2 separate regions of the Sus scrofa genome follow, and region 2 is linked to region 1. The links are chromatin contacts, called in public HiChIP or PLAC-seq maps. All regions are on one chromosome and are shown on one strand. The core of a region is the stretch at or near the end of the contact, and the rest is flanking DNA. Distances in the headings are between cores, read along the strand shown.

What was found. HiChIP or PLAC-seq counts read pairs in DNA pulled down with a chosen protein or histone mark.
Region 2: an H3K27ac HiChIP or PLAC-seq map of skeletal muscle shows a contact between it and region 1. The contact joins the promoter of RHOBTB2 here to the promoter of PEBP4 in region 1. A contact is called at or near these places in 1 of 47 Hi-C or Micro-C datasets (skeletal muscle) and 1 of 2 datasets of contacts at active chromatin or transcription factors (skeletal muscle).

The regions. Positions count from the first base shown.
Region 1 is chr14:7,171,255-7,174,040 of Sscrofa11.1, forward strand. It overlaps PEBP4 (phosphatidylethanolamine binding protein 4), which reads right to left and starts at 1,387. Exons shown (of 6, transcript NM_001162888.1): 1 at 1,251-1,387. The coding sequence starts at 1,381. It also overlaps the pseudogene LOC110256618.
Region 2 is chr14:7,221,828-7,224,613 of Sscrofa11.1, forward strand. It overlaps RHOBTB2 (rho-related BTB domain-containing protein 2), which reads left to right and starts at 1,382. Exons shown (of 11, transcript XM_021073203.1): 1 at 1,382-1,512.

The DNA of each region.
Region 1 (2,786 bases), core at 137-2,636:
GGTTAAGGATCCAGAGTTGTCACTGTAGCAGCCCAGGTCACTGCTGTGGCATGGGTTCTATCCCTGGCCTGGGGACTTCCACATGTCATAGGCGTGGCCAAAAAATGTAATCGATAGGAGCAAAATTTGTGTTTTTTTTCTTTTTGGATCCAACTGCCTAACTTTTTTTTTTCTTTTTTCTTTTGTCTTTTTAGGGCCACACCCGCAGCTATGGAGGTTCCCAGGCTAGGGGTCCAATCGGAGCTGTAACAGCTGGCCGACATCACAGCAACAGCAACATGGGATCCAACCTGTGTCTGCAACCTACACCACAGCTCAAGCAATGCCAGATCCTTAACCCACTGAGCGAGGCCAGGGATCAAACCTGAAATTTCATGGTTCCTAGTCGGGTTGGTTAACCACCAAGCCACAACGGGAACTCCCGCCTAAAATTTTAAGGGAAAACATATTTCTCTTTCTAAAAGTAGTGTTTGTAAGAATTCAAATGCACTCAGAGAGACAGAGTAGGAAGTGAGAGTCCTTGCTCCCAGCCTCACTTCTGATGGCCTCAGAGGGATGCCAGCATACTCGGTCACCAAGCTGGTAGAGGAGGTTGCCAGCAGCATGGCTGGGGCAGCCCTGAGGATGACCATGTGTCCAGGACGATGAAGACTGGCTTTTCTGACCCGCAGGCAGGAGAGAGCCGAACTGATGAAAAGGGAGAGAAGCTTGCGCCCTTGGAAGAGACAAAGCCAGGCCTCGAGACCCAGACTTCCCTGAACAATGTCCATTGGCCACGCTCCCTAACAGGCCCACCTGTCCCGACGCCCCTAGAGCCTTGTTAGGGAACAGGAAACATAGGGAGGGTCCAATCACACACCCTCGGTCAAATAAATGCCACTTTCCTTTAAAATGCCACCTTGCTGGGGGACAGGAGGCGTTCCATGCTGGAGGAAATGATGGTCTCTTTCGGGTGCCAACACAGAGGGTGAGGCCACAGCCCCACAGGGCCCCTCGGGTTTGGAGGCCCGGGGGAGCGGACCAGATCTGCATACCCTCCTAGCCCCGAGAACCGCCCTTGGACAGCAGGGGCCTGAAAGGGTCTGAGTCCTTTCCTTGCTGTCATGTTCCGTCAGAATGGCCCCAGAGCTGCCTTATGTTCTGCCTTCCACAGAGGCTGCCTTGGGAGGCAGTGCCCCCTTGGTTCTGGAAGCACCCCCTCTTCGAGCCTCTAGCGCGGCTCTTGGGAGTGGGGGGCCACCCAGTCTTACTTGCAGAGCACAGCGTCGCTGTCAGACAAGGCCTCGTACACACATGGGTCACTGTCCTCTTCATCTCCGGGGACCGCCATCGTGAGGCCCAGGAACAGGGCTGCCGTAGCCAGCCTCATGGTCCAGCCCATGGGCACCTGGAACGGAAGGAACTTCAGTGCCACCAGGCCCGCCGCAGGGGGTGCTCTGCCCACCCCAGAGCCCCTGCCCCAGGGGCCCACCTGATCAGAACCCTCTGCTCAGTAGGGAGAAGTGCAAGGGAGAAGTTCCGGCCAGGCTGGGCTCCAGCAGCTAATCCGTACCCGGACACAAGAACCTTGGGCGGACCTGGGCCTCTTCCCAGCTGGACTCAATTTTCAGTCCTGGCTGAGGCCCCTCCTCCACGGAGCAGAGCTGTGCTGTCACTCTGCCTGCCGCCCGCCTGGGCGCAGAGCAGGCTGCAGCACAGGAGGGCTTATATAAGCCTCTTACACAGCCCCCCCTCACCCTGCCCCTCCCGAGTTACCCCTGTGCAATCAGTTGAGCCTCCTCCTTTGACTTTAAAGCAAACTCTGGGAGGCTGGTGACCCCAGGCTTCGGGTTCTGGGGGTGCTCATGACGGCCCCACCTTGCAGGGTTTTCTAGGAGCAGGCATGAGGCTGGGGTGCGCCCTTTGCACCAGCTCTGCTTCTCCCACCCACAGCTCCTCTGCCACCTGTCTTGAGAGCCTCGGGGCTGTCGGATGGTGGTCACGGTTGGACACGGTGACCCTGCGGAGGAGGGGCTGCTGCACAGGGGAGGAGGAGGGGAGGGCCACCAGGCCCTGAGGCCAGCTCTGAAGGGCCAGCTGAGGACAGAAGGGTGTGCCCGGCTGTACCTTGCACTGGTGCTGAACTCAGCACTCTCCCAAAATAATAGTCCCTGGAGAAGAAGGCCAGCAGAGCTGCTCAGGAAGGGGGAAGCTTGCACAACTCACTGCACTAGGAGGAAGGGGGGCCTAGGGCTGCGTTGAACACTTGCCTGGGACCCCTGGGTGGCCTTCGTTCCCTCAGGGAACAGGCCTGCAGGCAGGAGGGTGTGGGACTCTGATTGGAACCAGAGAGGCAGGGGGAAGATCAAAGGCAGTTCCTCCACCACAGGGGAAGGGGGAGGGGACCTCAGACACCAGTTTCTGCATTGAGCTCCACTACTTGGCTGGGGGAGGGGGGGGGTGTTGTCTCACACCTCTTCAGGATGCACCACGTCTTGTAAAAACAAATAAAATGATCCTGTCGCCCTTGTGCGGGCGAAGGAAGATGAGGGTAGGTCTAGAGTACATGCAGCTAGATCTTCAGAGAAACATTTCAGCAGAGCTTGCTTTTCAGTTGAATTCCTGCTTCCAGGACCCCAACTTGCAGCAAAAGCCCTTCTTTGGGGCAACAGACCAAACACATTTCTCAATAATCATACTCCCTGAAGTATGACAAAGGCTCCCCACCCCCATCATTCCCAAGGTCCCTCCTACTGGACAGTGTCTCCTAGCAGCCGACCCACAAAATGGTTGTGTTGAAATGAATG
Region 2 (2,786 bases), core at 132-2,631, 51 kb after region 1:
CCCCACAGATGGGACCTACTGTACCAGAGAGCAGGGCATTTCCCGGACCTCTAGGCATCATCTTCATTGACAGGCCTTGACCTGAAGCCATTCTTTGGGGCTAGACAGCTCGGTGAGGTCTTTGCTTCCCAAATACACTGTCCTGACCCTGCTCTCCTCCCCAGGGTCAGGGGGTCAGACTGACACAGAGTCCTTGACTTCTCAACAGGACTTGCTAGAAGGGACATGACTTTGCATCCTGGAGTCCTGGGCAGCTAGGGGAGACAAGAGGTCAGGGGCAGTGCAGGAAGGGGATGGGAACAGCAATTGCCTGCTGGAACAGTGGAGGGAAGGGAGACACACAAAACCAGGGAACCACGGCAAGCTCCTCCCCCACACACTGGGGACCAGTAGGAGGGGATTGTCATCAGGACTGTGGGACCATTCTCCCTCCTGAGACCCCTAATGGGGAGACGTTGGGATGATGGCTGACCTGGGAATGAACCCAGGTCCTCAATTCCCAGCCCAGTGCACTGTCATGACAACCCTTCCTTTTCTTCTCCACAGTCCCACCCACGGGCAGCCCCTTACATAATGTGCAAAACGGGGAGCTAACAGAGTTCCAGCTGATGGGGGTGATATGGACGCTCTGTCAAAGAATGAACCGGGCTGTTGTTCTTGGAATTTGCATTAAAGAACTGTCAAGACTCAGCAAAAGTATAAACTGAGACCCAGAAATCCATTGCAAGAAGCGCAGAGGTCAGTCAGTCTAGGTTTTGAACTTCCTTGCTCCCTCGTGTTGAGTTTCCCAGCTGGCCAACCGGCTGCGGCTGCCCACTACAAGTCCAGAGCTTTCCTGCTATTTGTTTTCTACCTGTGTGCCGGTGAGCAGAAGCAGGAAGAAAGCCTTCCCGTCCAGCAGCAACGTCCCCTCCCCCCAGCCCCACCCCCCAGCCCCCAGCCTTGCTTCTCCAGCCTGGCTCCCCTCACCACAACTCTAGAGAGCCTTTAGCTCGGGGAGCCAAAATTAATCACTGGTGGTGTTGGAGCAACTACGGTGTTCCTTGGCTCCGGTCCAGGCCCCCAGGATGTGCGTCAGAAAAAGCAGATGAGTGAAATTCCAAAGCCATGTGAGTCACCAGGGAGGAGGCGAGACCAGGACAGAAGTCAGAATGGGCGCCGGAGGGCAGGCCAAAGCAGGGCCCTGGGGGGTCAGCGGCTGGGCAAGGCACCAGGAATGCTCACCTGCCCAAAAGATGGGATGAGGGACTCCTACACAGGCAGCTTATCTCTGAGCTCTGCACAGCGCCTGGGCGGGGCGGGAACTGACCAGGACTCCTGCCTGCCGGTTCCACCCCTGGATACTGTAACCATGCCTCTCACCTGGCTCCCCATAGGCTGGTCTTGGATCCCAGCCCTTAAAATCCTCGTGGTTGTTTCTTCACACATTCCCTCCTGCTGGGCTGGCCCAGGACACTGCTTCTGGACAGGGAGTGGTGACGGGCCAGCCAGGCCCCAGAGGAGAAGCAGCAGGTAAGTCTACCACTCATGTCCCGCCTGTCCTGAGACCACCCTGGGTGTTTCTCTGTGCCTGGGGGAAGAGAGGAGCTTCTTCTGAGCCCTGGCTGCCCCACCTGTCCCCACCTGTCCTCACCTGGTCGCTCGGCGTACTCAGTACAACGCGGGCTTCTCAGAATGTGAGAACCCTCACAAATCTCAGAAGGAGGGACACATGAAGGCAGGACCAGGGGCCGGTGGGTTAGGAATCATGTGTCTTACCCATCAAGGCCCAGCAATTGGAGGCAGCCAGCCTCGGGACAGGAAAAGGGGGGAGCCGGTGGGGATGGGGTGTCTACAGGAGCCATGCGCCAGCAGCTGACCCCAATTCAACTCCCTCCTTGTGAACCTGTAACTGAGCAGGGCCCTGGGGGGCTTCTAGGCATGACAGTCTTTCTGGGTCCCCCATTTCTTGTTTTTAGGAAATGGGCCTCATTCAGCTTCCATGCCCTTCCCTGGGTTCCAAGGAGCAGGTTCAGACAGTTGCTGAGCCAGGAAAGATGGGCATGCAAAGACAAGGAAGGACTCTAAACTGCCCAATTTTAAAGTATTCATTTCTAAAAGAAGCCTAAGGAGTGTAAGTCTTCTCTTAGGTCTAGAAGATGCCTACATCATTATGTGTATCCCTTGAGAGGGAATCAGGATCCTGTCCCACGGCTGCACCGTTGCCTCTTGATTCTTCTTCCCTTGTCTTTGCATCCTCTCCCTTCCCCGGTCAGCAGATGCCTGAACCTGTCCCCTTGGAACTCAGGGAGGGCCATGGAGGCTGAATGAGGTGGTTACAAGCCCGGCCAGGAGGGAAGGGGAGCCAGGGGAATCCAGCTGCACGAACAGCCTGTTCCATCCTTATCAATCAAAGCTGCCGCTGGCCGGCAGGGAGCACAGTTACAGCCCATGATTTGGGGGCTACCATGCTTACTCTATCTTCTGCTTCTCCCCAACCAGAAGGGTCACTGCCTCCATTCTGCCAGTTTCCTTCCCTCTCACCTCCGGGCTCTGCACAGCCCCTTAATGGCCCCTACCCACTCCAGGAGCTCCCGATTTTTTAGGCATGAAGATCTATTTCTTCAAAAAGAAACTGACCAGCATCCCTCACCCTATTTCTCACCCTCTTGTACTTCCCACCTACCCAGTTTGAGTCCCTTTTTTCTAGTGACACCTGGCCAAGAAATCTCAGACTTGCTCTAGGAATTCCTTCCAGGGCAGCAGAGACTGTCACTTCCTTGCACAGGAGCAGAGGGAGGGAGTCC